2 separate regions of the Astyanax mexicanus genome follow, and region 2 is linked to region 1. A link is a contact called in public Hi-C data. All regions are on one chromosome and are shown on one strand. The core of a region is the stretch at or near the end of the contact, and the rest is flanking DNA. Distances in the headings are between cores, read along the strand shown.

Region 1 (6,914 bases), core at 2,308-4,807:
CCCATTTCTGCCCAAGACAGCTGGAACACAGAGGAGCCAAATCCTGCAGAGTACCACAAGCACAGACAACCAGAGCCCCAGGCCGAGTCCGGTCAGCCCCAAGGTCCAGAGCACTCAAGTAACCCAGAGTCAGGGGAAGAGAGGCGGACCACCAGCCCGAAGAACGCCTCCCAACACTGCCAAGTGGAAACAACTCCAGGAGAACAAGAGGGGACGCAACCGCCGCACCCACGAGCAACAGAGACCACCTCGCAGTGTGTGAAGCTACAGGTGCCCAAACGAACTAGCTAACATCAGACCCATCCATTTGCAATCCTAAACAAGCAGACATCAGCTCAGTTCACTCAGAACAGCCTTCATATACATGTGTACATGTTGCAAACATTCACACAAAAGCACAAAAACTGAACAGATAAAAACAGAAATAAAAAACTTAAAAGAGCAGACCTAGAAGATATGGACTAGTTTTGAACTTTATGTCACTGGTTTACCAGAAAAAAGCACAATTACAGTAACGTAACATCAAGAACACCTCACAGCTCACAGAGTGTACACAATGACTGATACACTCGCCTTTCTGCCAACACATAACACATTCTGATGCTAAAGGGCATGACAGTGTGGTAACCCATAGGATTGGACACTTTCACCTTGGAGTAAGCGAAGTGGGATCACCATTTCCAGACTACTGGGACAAGGTTAAAAACCTTCCATGGAATTCATAGACTCCTTCTTCTTCTTGGAGAACTGTGCCATTCAGTCATTGCCATGCCATGGTTCAAAATCAGACATCACCCTCTTAAGTGGACTGGTTTCCAGCCTGAAAGATAAAGGAAAAAGATAACAAATGATGAAAACTGGAGTCTGGTCACTCTGATTCATATGAACTGTATTATAGGAGTATTATAGTGGTCACTGTATGGAAAATAACTGCAAAACCATGAACACCATGGATTCATCTTAAAAAAAAACATTAGCCTAATGAATTGCTGTATATTCATTATTAACAAGTGACCCAAATGGACTAAGACACTGAAACAGGAGGAGAATGCTCTCCAGAGGACATAGATCAAATATGTTGTGCATGTCGTTTAATTGAATAGGCTACATAAGCTTTCTCCAGTCAGTCACATAGCTAAACTATTCTAAATGAGATTCTATCGAGGTTTAAAAATCACAGGGGTTCTTTATAACAGATCTGACAAATCAATTCTGATTTTATTGCAAATAACGATGGAATAAAAATGAACATGTCTCGTGCCAACTGCTGCATCTTCTGAAACAATGAAAAGGTGCTGTGTTCAGATATTGCCATACCTTGACTGTTTTTATTTTAACTTATTTTTATGCTCTTTTTTGCCTCATACAAATGTGCTCTTACAGTCTATGTTGTAGGTTAGGCTGAAATATAGAGTGTAAATATATACAGCCAGACACCACTTGACTATTTATTGCTGATTTTCTTTAAAGGGTTACAGTTATTTTTGATATTATGATATTATGGTGTTTTGAGGTCATATGTAAAACAAAAGTGACTGAATGTGGTGATGCACATAGATGGACCAATATTTTTTTTTTTCCTTTTATTTTTAGTTTTTAACATTTTACATAGAGTTGAGCGTTGCAGCTCAAACTACACACTATAAGTTGAATCCTGAAATGTCTCCCCCATTTTTGCCCAGCTGGCACCAGATGATATTTTGACATTTGGAGAATTTGGGAATTTAGCTGAAAATAAAAAACAGGTTAATGTAAAAAAAAAAAAAACAACGTTGAACAGATGTTGAAAAATTCACAAGTCACAGAACAATCAAAAACCAGTAGTAAATTTGGGTTACTTAACACCATGATCTGAAACCAACAAAATATCAGCATCTAATAATGATAAAAAATTGCAGATGTTTGGTTTGGGGTTTTGGTCGCTATACCTCTTAATATATATAACACATCAATGTTCGATGGTGGCTTGGCAAATATCAACGTCAGCTGTCATCACAATTCTGCATCTTTGACTGTTGCAATATTGGTGTAGGTTGGTGGCCAGCTGGGTGCCCTCTCTGAAAATTACAAAGTTTACAATTTAGTCTGTTTCCTTTAGTATTTTTCTCTCTGTAATGCCCCCAAACGAATCTGTCTATAGATCATTGCCTTGTCTCTGTATCACACATTCATCAAATGGAACAAATACAGTATGAATATTGGATAAAACTCGAGTATGTCTAACCTGTAAAGATGAATGCCCCCATCATAAACTGTGTCTGAATCTCCTGTAAGAAAGTGTGTTCGGTGAAAAAAGAAGTCACACCGAGGAGCCACCGAGTACATACTGCATGTGCATTCTTAGTGCATCTTCTTTATTGTCTGTGTTTTGTGTGAGGTCACTCCCTTGCCCTGAGCAAAAGAGATGTGAATATTTTTTATTTTGTTTTACTTATACCAAGATAAATATGTCCGCCCCCCTTTTTTGCGTATTATAAAACTGTAATCTTTTGTACAAATATCCCCCACCCCACCCTCCTCAAATGTATGATGTTTCAATGCAATACAAAGCTGTGTCCATCAGATGGCACTCCCACCACCTCCTGCTGCAGGCCTGTTCCATGTTGGGCTGGAGACAGGAGGAAAGGAGGGAGTTGGGAGCTCATATAACTGTCAATGGGTGTTTCTGGCATGCATTCGGTTGTCTAAATAAATATTTCCTCTACCACTCTAGGGTTGTCCTTTTATATTTGCAAGTGCTTTGGTTTCTTGTGCAGTTTATGAAGCACAGTGAGTGAGGCCTACCTGTGGAAAGGCCCTGACACTCATCCATATGCAGCTCTGTGTGTCTGATAACTTATAAAATTAGCTGTAAACAATGTCAATAGTTATTGCTAAAGGCTACAATACACACAATACACAATTTTAGCTCAGATTTCCAGTAGATCGCAGACAAAAACCTCTAAAACAAAAATAGAACTCATTGCTAACGCTAGCTTGGCTATAACCACAGCTTGATTTGGAATGACTGGTCGAGCAGCCAAACAAAAAGCGGGTATATTCCAAGATGACAATGTCAGGATTCATGGGTCTGGAATTGTAAGAGTGATTCAGGGAGCATGAGATCATTCTTTTTTTTCATGGTCTTTTGGCGCCATCATGTGGCACATTTGAGCTTTTTTTCTTAGGTAGAAATCTGGGTTTATGGGGGCAAGAGTTTTTTTTTTTTAAGTTATTTTATTTTCAAACTATACATATGAATCAGCTTAGATGTACATAAAAGTAGTACAATAAAATAGTGGATCAAATTTTAAGTCATGTGACTGGAACTTTTTAAACATTAATTAATTACAATGTTTACACAGCCTGGTGACGCTCACACTCACTCACTACCGCTTTATCCTATCCCAGCCGGCATCGGGCGGAAGGCAGACAGGGGTACACCCTAGACAGGACGCCAGTCCATCGCAGGGTAGACAGACACAGAAAAACACACAGACACAATCACTCACACACTCACACCTAGGGGGCAATTTCAATCAATCCGCAGGAAACCCACGCAGACACGGGGAAACTCACTCCACATTCCCAGCCGGGGATTAAACCCATGAGGCGGAAGTACCACCGTGCCGCCCGCCTGGTGACACCTTACTTTTTATTCATGTTCAAGCTCTCACTTACACACACACACACGATGTCCTTTTTTCTCTTTCTAAGTGGTTAAAGGTGGAATATTGAGCTAAACTATAGATTGTAGCATTTATTTCCCTTATTAAAGCTCTCGGTTAAACTTAGCACATTACAATGTTCTCATTAAAAAAACACCAAACTGCTCAGAGATAACATTATAAAGTGAAAAAGGATCTTGTCTGCCAGAATACACCATTCCCCCTCTGAAAATACAGGGAAGTACCAGCATTTAAAACATGATTAAATCACAGAACACTGTTGTGACAAATATTTTTATTATATATATATATATACACATTTAACTATCCATTGTTATTAGCTTAGCCTTATGGAAAAGAAAATGTGAAATTTAATGGATTAACATGACTATAGAAAATGTATTATTTATTTGGGAATGATCTTTGATGTCAAAGGTGGTTAAAAAGCTGTCCACTAAAAACATACCATAGCTAGTTTGTGACCAGCATGTTGGATTTGTTATGCTGGCTGTTTAGCCTCAAGCTGATTAGCTAAAGCATCAAACTAAAGCAAAAACCTATACTGGTCAAGTGCTGAACTTGTCAACTATTTCAACTAGCTTGACTTGTTTAAGTGTGAAACTATGGCTGATTTATGATTAATGTGGTCGACAGTTCTTTTTTACAAACGTATATTAAAACTGCCATTACTCTAATTACTTCTCATTAAATCTCTAACCTACTAATTTAAGAGTTTGTATTAGTAATGGGGACAATGAATGTAATTTTGCAGTTCCTCTGTTTAAACACTAGATGGTAGACTGTACCCTTTAATAACCAGTGACAGCACTCAGAACACTGCAACAAGATCTGATCAGAGATTGAGGCTTTAAATTTCTTAAATGCTACAGGCCTACATATAACAAACATATAAACAGCACAAAAAGTAAGGAAATTTGTGTTTGGTTGAATATTTTTTTGTGACAACGTTCTTGCCAATAAATCTTATATCGCTGGAAAACTGAGCCACATTTGTTAGGAACGTGAAACCATGAAAACACTTACTGACAACTGTAGCAGGCCCCACGCGCACAGGTGCTGCCAATCAGACACTTGATTGGCAGAATCTAGGAGTTTTAAAAGCCTGAAACTGTGTCAATACAAGAGGAGAAATGGCACATTTTTTCATGTGCACAACCCACATACTGGGTAGCTCTGCTTCTCAACTCACAGATGCATGTTGCTTAAACACTGTGGCCCTATTTAAAAGGGAAATTAACAGGTTTTCCATTGGTATAAGTTGTATTTCCAATAAGCTGTTACAGCAAGGGGAAAAAAATCTACCAAACTAAAATGTCCTTACTTTTTGTGCTATGTTTATAACTCTATACTAGTCAAGAGCTAAGCTTAAGTATAAGCATAGAAGTATTCTCAGGACTTGTGTGTGTCTACAGTGTGTGAGACTGATAGAGAGGGAGAAGAGAGAAGGAGAGAGAGAGGATGTGTGTGTGTGTGTGTATATGTGTGTAGGTTTGAGAGACACTCATCCTGATGGGAGGGAAATTAAACAGCCCTAAATCCTCCCCAATATTACTTACACAATGCACAGTGTCACTCAGAGGCCCGGCCATGTGTAAACTTGTGGCCTTGTCTGTGTGTGTATGCGTGGATTTGTCTACTCACGACTCAAAGAGCTCCTCAGTCTCTCTGAGTCACACACAGCAGCTCTAAGGATTCAGGGTAAAAAAAAAAAGGAGATTCAGGTCAGCCTGAAGATAAATGAGTCTCCCCACTCAACTCCACCCACCCCCATCACCCACTGTCTTAACCACTCTTTCTTTCTCTTGCTCTTTTTTGTCGTTTTCAGTATTTGTCTATTACACTCTAAGGCCCAATCCCATTTCTAATTTGTAACCCTTTCATTGGTCCAAATTTAGAAGGTGAATTGGGACAAATCTCAAGAACCCAATATAGATTTAGCTAAAGCAGTGGAGCACTAAAGTTTAGCAACCTAACTGCTGGTTGGTTAACTACTTAACTTTAGGGCTTTATCATATGTCTTCATTATTTCTCTGTAAAGAGGAGATTAAATGAGTTTTTATTTTACCATTCCACCTTAAATGCTGCAGCCTCTGCCGCCATCTGTTGCACCATTTAAGGTGGAACAGGAAAATTAGCTAGATAGCTAGCTGCTTAGACAAACGGCTATAAACATTGGAACTACACAGTAAAATGTGATAATATAATGCTATAATAATGCTAAATACTACATTTTAAGTTTAAAAAAAAAAAGTTTCTTTGGTTGATTGTGCCAATGGTATTTTGCCAGTAATTTCTAATTTCCCTCTGTTTTGATTGTGAGATGACATGAAAGGTCATGTAGCCCTAATATTCGGGACTAAATGTTACAGCCAGGGTTGCCAGGTCCAAAACAATATCCAGCCCAAAGTCAGTCTAAAACCTGCGCCCTTCAGGAGCTTAAACTAGCCCAATATATATGCCTGTCACACAGTCGAAAAAAATGTCAAAATTTTGTATGACTTGGTATTTGTTTACAAGGGATGTATAACCAGTATTGCTATTTACCTTAAAGTCATCAATAATATTGTAACATTAGTCAGAAACATTTAATAGTAACAATTAGCAAAAAAAAAAAAGAAATCTCTACACTTTAACACTTTTTGTCATTTCATTTTCATTACCATACAGGTATTTTACAGTCTAATCTAAAATGAAAAAGCTGAGTGTGAAAAGAAGAATAAAAGCTTCACTTTGGCCTTGACTTTTCGTGATGAACTGCATGATAAATGTCAAAAATGAAATAAAAATGAAATAGTGACTTTTTTTTTTTCTATTTTATTATTACTTTTTGCGGCCGCGGTAAGGTTTTTAAAGTAGCTCAAAAAACGCACCTGGCAGCTCTGCCTGCAATCTCCTTTTCCAGACCATCACCATTTTTACTCTCGACCCTCCCAGGCCCTAGTGTCCACCGGCTACGTTTAGAAGCTGTTCTGAGCTCTGTTATTGTCTATTTAGCTCTCGTTTAGTGATGCAGTGATGTCCACGAGGCCTGAGAAGACATGTTGCTTCTACTTTGTCCGCTTGGGGGTGTACAACATCACCTAACAATGTTTAGCATCCGCTCTAAAAAAAAAAAGCCAACGTTTAAATTATTTTTATTTTAGGTATTGCTGAGCTTACCACCTAAGGGGACACAAACTTGTACATGGTTAAATTTATATTTAAAATAAATCTAAATTTGGAGTTGAGAGTTGTATCATCCTGAAA
Region 2 (6,914 bases), core at 2,142-4,641, 210 kb before region 1:
AAACTATATCTATAATAAGTGAATACTACTGTTCTTTATGCACACTTGTGGCAGCCATAAAGTGGTCTTTTTCTCACTGGGTGCTTTCACAATGACACAAGATGGTACACCTTCTTTTAAACCTGTTTTGGGACACTATTCTTTTAAGTCTATTACTGGTTTTATAATGTCACAGTCTATGGTGTTCTTCATTATGTCTTCTATTAATACACCTTCATTGTATTCCAAAGTTTTCAGGTCAGGTCTCTGAGCTGTTGTGTGTAATACAGAAAAAAAAACGAGGCCTTTAATGGACCACTGCCTTTAATATCATCAGAGCTGTTAGAGCTGTGAAGGTGTGGATGTGAACATATGTGAAACCTCTGTGCACTCGGTGTTAAATTGCACTACTCAATCCCACATAGAAGCCTTGATAAGGAGTAAATATAAACCCGAGGATGCAAATTACTTTCTGTACGACTTGTCAACTCAAATTTTTTCTCAGTTCAGTTCTTGACGTTTTTGCCACCATATTTCTTTTATGATGAATGAACTGCACTTACCTGAAGCATGCCCAGACAGCCAGGAGATCAGTGTAGCCTCTGCTGTACTGTGTAATCTGATGTAAATGGAACAGTGGATTACAATTTACAACGTAGAGCTACACTGCATCATGTTTAGAATTTATACCAGCTGAGTACTAATAGCATATGCATTATATAAAGTGGACATCTATTTTTCTTGCATTTAAAATTACCTGCCCTGGATGTGTGTGTGTACTACATCTGGGTCATATTCAGAATATAGTGCCTTTTGGTGTCTCATAACTTTAAAAGAAAAGATGTATCCTTGTTTAGACTACACTAAAATTATATTTTACCAACTTAATCACTGTTTAAGCTCACTTTCTATTTCTTTATTTTTAATTTAGCAAAAAATGCTGATTTCAAGAAAATATTGGACTTGTTTCATGGTAAGGTTGTCTGTTTTGTTAAAAATTAAAAATGCATTATAATTTTCTAAAATAATTTTCATTACCCTGCTTTTTTACCATGGCAGGGTGGCTTAAGCCAATATAATGAATATTAGGTGGAAATAAATATTATTAATTGCTGAACATTTAGCAGCAAGTGTCTTCAGTCCCTTAGAAGTAAACCAGTATAAAGTTTGTGATATCACTGTTGTAAAAGGTTAGGCTGTAAAATAGTTATTTAAATAATAAATAATGATCTAATTTATTAAAAATATCTTCAAAACTCTTTCTATACAAGTTGCCATTTAACCACTTGATGTAACAAAAATAACAAAACAATTATATAACTTATATTTTAACATTTTGTTCTAGAAGTCAGGTTGGAACTAGTTCAGTTGAACATTAAAACCTTTAATTTTAAAGCATCTGAATGGTTAAATAGTTAAAACAGAGCTGTAGAACCAAAAACTACACTTTTAAAGGTGCTAGTTTTATTTCCAGCACTAATAAATTCTAGAAATGGGGTCAAGGATGTTTAGTATGTGTCACTTATAAATGAGTTAAAATGACTGAGAATGTGCTGTAAAGATCTTTACACATCTTTTACACATACATCAGTATGTGGCCAGTGGGGTCACAAATGTGACAAACATGTCACCATGTTTTCTTTCTTGTTTTTTTTTTTATTAAATATGTATGAAAAAGTACTTTTAACTATTGCAACAGACACAAAAGGCATGTTATACTGATACTGACCCATCTGTTTGTTGCCTAAATGCCTTAAGACTAATGTGTGTGCTTCAGTGGAGAGGATTTTAGGCTTTGTATATGCAGATACAGCAATGGCATGTACTGTAAGTGGATGTAATACATGTATGTGAGACCTTACTTTTTATACTGAAAGTGAAATGTATGTTTTGCAAAAATATATGGACTATCTAAAGCTATATGACTCTTCCCATTGTTCTTTTTGTGCTGTTTAAAGGTGCATTGATAGATCTTGACCAACAGGTGGAGACAAACACACATTAATCTGCAGATTCTATGTACTGCTTAATGGAAGGCCAAATTTCATCATATTAACCATCAAACTGAGTATAATTAACATTTCTTTTAGGTATTTGATTAAAATTGAGCTGGTATGCAAAGGCAGGCCTATTTAACAGAAGTGTAAGTGTTTTTTTCAGCTGACCAGGGAACTGAACATAAAGGTGCCACACATTCTACAAGGTAGAAGTGTAAAATGAGGCTGTATAAGAGCAGTGTGATTCGTGTATGTGTGTGTGTGTGTGTGTGTGTGTGTGTTAAGGGGATTGGAGTGTGATTCATACACGTGTGTGGGTGTATGCAGTGAACTGCCTCTCGTGCTGAAGCACATTTACAGAGCAGGGTATTGCATTAACATGGCCTGCATAAAAAGACCTGTTGGGGTGTGGAGATGTTGCAGAGTGCTGCTCATGAGTGAAAGCAGATGAGAAACTGACTGCTGTACGAGAGGATCTGGGTACACAACAAACTGCATACAATCTTCTTTATTTATTTTTTTTCCATAAAATATTGGTGTAAGTTTGCATCACCAATTAAAAAAATATTATTTTTAAGAAATAAGAAATGTTGCTGAAAATCCTAATTGTAATAATAGAAAATAATTTAAAAATTTAAAGTAAAACTGTCAAAATATAATGAATAAAAATACATTTCCCTGAACAAATTTTTTAAATCAATATTTTCTGTATACAAATCAAACACTTAGTATCCTCCAAACTTTATTTGTCTATTTTTTTTAGCATGTAATTTTTTGGTTTATTCCTGTTATTAATATGAAATTATGAAGTGGAAAAAGAGTGGACAGACAGCAGAAGTGTCCTGCAGAATTTTTTTAAAACGCTTAAAAGATTTCAGAATGTAAATATGTTTTTTTTTTATTATTAGTGTTTATCACCTACACTTTTGTGTTTGGGTTACATAAGCTATTTTGCAAGACTTAAAGTTCTAGTGAAACTAGCAAATATAAAATATTACAAATGTTTCTATGATTTGGGTGATAGAAACCAGATCTGCCTCAGTTGTTCTTGATTTATAACACTGGGAGATAAAAGCCAGACATCACTGGTTGATCTCATGAGTTAAAATGCATTAATGTACCAATGGTCTCAAATTTATTCTACCTCTTTTGCAGCATGGAAATAAAATATTTTTTTAATCAGCAGTATGTGTTCTTTTTTTTCTCTTAAGAATACATTAATATACTGTCATATAAGCTATAGATCAAACCGCAGCACTTAGAAGCAGAAAGCATAAGTGAACAGGCTCCTCTGGCGTGGACCCCGGGACCCCTGACCCTGACTCTTTCAGGCTGCATTATCCTCTGCAGTAAATGTGCCTGACAGATTTAGGATGGGGATCAAAGCGTGGAGGAGATTGGCTTTGAGGTAGCAAAAGCTTCGCATGTCAGAAGGCCCAGAGCCTCGACCCGTCATCACGGCTGCATAAATCTGCCCCTGTGTTACTGTCAGCATGTGGACATGTGTCAGAACCACGCAGGCCCACCGAGAGATCAAGTGCGCCAGATGTTGCCTTTCCACCCAGGCCTTCGCAAGATGTGGACTAAACACTGAATGCACGCTCAACTGAGCTGAAATACACTGCATTGTGCAAAAGCACTGGATTAGTTTGTTTAATTGGATTAACTTGAGCAAAACTGCACAGTTTGTCACAGTGTATTAAAATGACCATTACTTTTGCGTAGAAGTTTATTAACGGAAAAGGCTTTTGCTGATGTGTTACTCTCAGCGTGTGGATACATGTCAGAACCATGCTGGCCCACTGAGAGCTCCAATACACCAGATGTTAGCTTTCCAGAACAGAACTTTATTGTCTTTTCAGGACATCTTCCAAACATTAAGTCCTGTTCTGTGTTCTGAACTGACCCCAAGTTTAGAGTATTGCGCAGTACCACTGGATTAGGTGCTGTAATTGTATTAAATGATGGTAACAAGCAGATTTAGTCAAAGTTGATTAAGACAGCCATTACTCTTGTGAGGAAACTGCTCTGGATTTCGTTACAGCTTGTTTACTTCCTTTCTTATCCGCCACTAATCTGTGGAAAAGAATCAGCTTGAGCATAAATCACTGTAGCCTTTGATCAAGATGTTGTGACACATTTACTTTCAGGCTTTTTACTAAATGTTGAAATTACTAAATTGCTGTAGAGATTTGATTAGATCAAACAGAAACATCTCATCTTAAACATATTAGAAGCTCACTGTATAGCCAATGCGCAGCAGCACAGTAGATTTCAACCTCTACATTTAAACTGCCACTAAAACCCCATGATTTTAGCTGACTCCACCTTCAGCTCAAATTTGAAAAAGGCAAAAAAGAAAAAATGGGGGGATAGTTTGCGGGGAAACTGGGTGATGTATGGGTTTAGAAGCAGGGCAGGAGGGAGACCCGATTGGCTGAGCTGCATCATCAGCACCAGTGTCTCTCTGATAGCAGTGAGAAGCAGATGGTTGGACGTCAGCAGGAAGAGGGCGGCATTATTGGTTGACTGATTGATCTGCATATTGTGATATTGTGTGTATGTACCAAAGCACACAAAATAAAAACGATAGCACAGTTGATCCCTAGAGGGAGCTGCAGAGGCAAAAATTACCACAATAAAAGTGTTTTTTTTAAAGGTTACGAAATGATAATAAAAAATTAAAGCAAGACTGGTGTGTTTCATTACTTTAAAGGAACACTCAAAAACATTACAATGTAACTTTCATCAGATGTGAAGAAAATTTATTTTTATTTTAAGTCTCTGAAGTGTTATTCTATTGGTCTATTAATAATCTTAATATTTTGACACACTGTAAAGAACAGCTGCTGTGTTTAAATGATGTAAATAATATTTTTTTCACATTTAGTTTTTGATAGTAATAAATATTTTAAATAAAGTAAATAAAGTAATAAACTTTGAATAAAGAAAAGCACTAAGACTTTCCAGACACTGTTTGACACTAATTGTCTGGACTAGAGTATTGAAGTCTTGATAAAACAGCTTAAACTGAAGAACCCATAGTGCTGAATCTCAGATAATTCTGGAGAGTGTGTTTATTTTGGGTTTTAGCAGTTAGGTGTTGATTTTCTCTTAAGGAAACCCACTGATCCAGGGATATCTTATGTTAGTGCAGCACTACAGTGTTTGCTTCAGCTACTCTCGTGACTTTTAATGATTTATTGGTTTACTCATGGGTTCATTTGTCTAGTTAGTGCTTGGCTAGGAGAGGCTATTTTTTTCTCCTGATGAAACTCTACTGTAATGTACTGCTTTGTTCTCTCAGTCCCAGTTCTCCTTCAGGCCCTGTGGACTCGTGTTTTGTGGAGATACAGATCATGGCACAGTGTCCACACACTATTTCTAATTACTTTATCCAGTCACTGAATCAGTGAACCCTTTGCTAATACAGGAGAACAGATGTATATACAGCTTGTAAAAAAATCTCCAATGAAAAGTATCCTACTGCCAACAACATGAGTGTAAGCTTTCAATGCCCATCGAGAAACACATAATGCCCCCTGGCTGTGGGCAGTAAATCACTGTAACTCAATTCTGTGTGATGATAAAGTGCCATTCAGAACTACTGTTATATGTCTTGAGATAACGTTAAAGAAGAAGAGTAAATGGAGTATGGAACAGAAAGCAAGTAAAAAAGTGTCAAAGAAGGACTGTTAAATAGATAAATAAAAGTAATATATATATATATATATATATGTTTTCCCCATTTTTTCTAACTTTCTCCAATTTAACTAGGCCAATTATCTTAGTTATTCAGCAGTATATTCCCTATCACTAACACATGCTTCCTTCAACACATGTGAAGTCAGCCACTACTGCTTGGAGGAAAGTGCAGCGACTACAATGGTTCCAATACATCAGCTCACAGACGCCTTTTGTTGATCAACATCACCCTTTGGAGTAAAGAGAGGAAAGAGTGCCATCTACCCACTCAGAGAGAGAGCAAGGCTAAGTGCCTCGTGCTCTCTCAGGGCTCCGGCAGCTGATGACAAGCTGCATGACCAGGATTCGAACCAGCAGTCTCACGATCATAGCTGCAGCGCTTAGCCCGCTGGACCACTTGGTGCCCCAGGTACATAATATTTATGTAATAAATTATATTTATGTAATATAAATAATATATAATGTTAAAAAAAAAATTACAGATCTACTCTAATCACAAGCACACGTAAACATAAATTGCAAATAAAAATATTGTCACCTAGAGGATATTTGCAGAAAATGAGAAATGGCTACAATGTAGAGCTTTCAGACCTCAATGATGCAAAGAAAACAAATTCATAATTATAAAGTTTTAAGAGTTCAGAAATCAATATTTGGTGGAATAACCCTGGTTATTAATCACAGTTTTCATGCATCTTGGCATGTTCTCCTCCACCAGTTTTCCACACTGCTTTTGGATAACTTTTTGCTACTTCAGTTCAGTTTGGTTTGATGGCTTGTGATCATCCATCTTCCTCTTGATTATATTCCAGAGGTTTTCAATTTGGTAAAATCCAAGAAACTCACAATTTTTAAGTGGTCTCTAAATTGTTTCTCCATAGCTGTATTTACTTTATTTATATGTATTTAAAGAGCATCATCTGCTAGTTTTTAGTAATTTTACGAATATTTTTTTAAAGTAAATACTGTAGCTCTATGTGTCTCATAACAATAAGAAACTTGTATGTAGAACGATAAGCTCTAAAAAATACAGAAAAAGTGAACCCTTGCACTGACTGGGTTTCTGCACTGTGCCAGTTGGAAAATAAACTTAACATAAACATAACATAAACTCAGTCATTACTATCATTAAGTCTTCATATTAAAGCCTGTAAACTTTGTCTTTATGTAATTATTGCTCATTTAACCCTTGTGTGGTGTTCATATTTTTGTTGCTTGTTTACTTTGTTACTT

The links. A called contact is a pair of places that touch in the nucleus more often than the background predicts.
Region 2: a Hi-C map of muscle shows a contact between it and region 1, with 18 times the contacts expected there. The contact joins two enhancer-like sites. A contact is called at or near these places in 2 of 3 Hi-C or Micro-C datasets (both in muscle).

The regions. Positions count from the first base shown.
Region 1 is chr2:8,770,479-8,777,392 of AstMex3_surface, reverse strand. It overlaps sema3aa (sema domain, immunoglobulin domain (Ig), short basic domain, secreted, (semaphorin) 3Aa), which reads left to right. Exons shown (of 17, transcript XM_007252404.4): 17 at 1-1,768. The coding sequence ends at 262. Among protein-coding and RNA genes, the nearest start is that of pcloa, 19 kb to the right of the region's middle. Within about 2 kb of position 3,557, the one cell type or tissue checked has an H3K27ac peak away from gene starts, as active enhancers do.
Region 2 is chr2:8,985,043-8,991,956 of AstMex3_surface, reverse strand. tspan11 (tetraspanin 11) reads left to right here. Exons shown (of 9, transcript XM_022671208.2): 9 at 1-1,899. Among protein-coding and RNA genes, the nearest start is that of tspan11, 35 kb to the left of the region's middle. Within about 2 kb of position 3,391, the one cell type or tissue checked has an H3K27ac peak away from gene starts, as active enhancers do.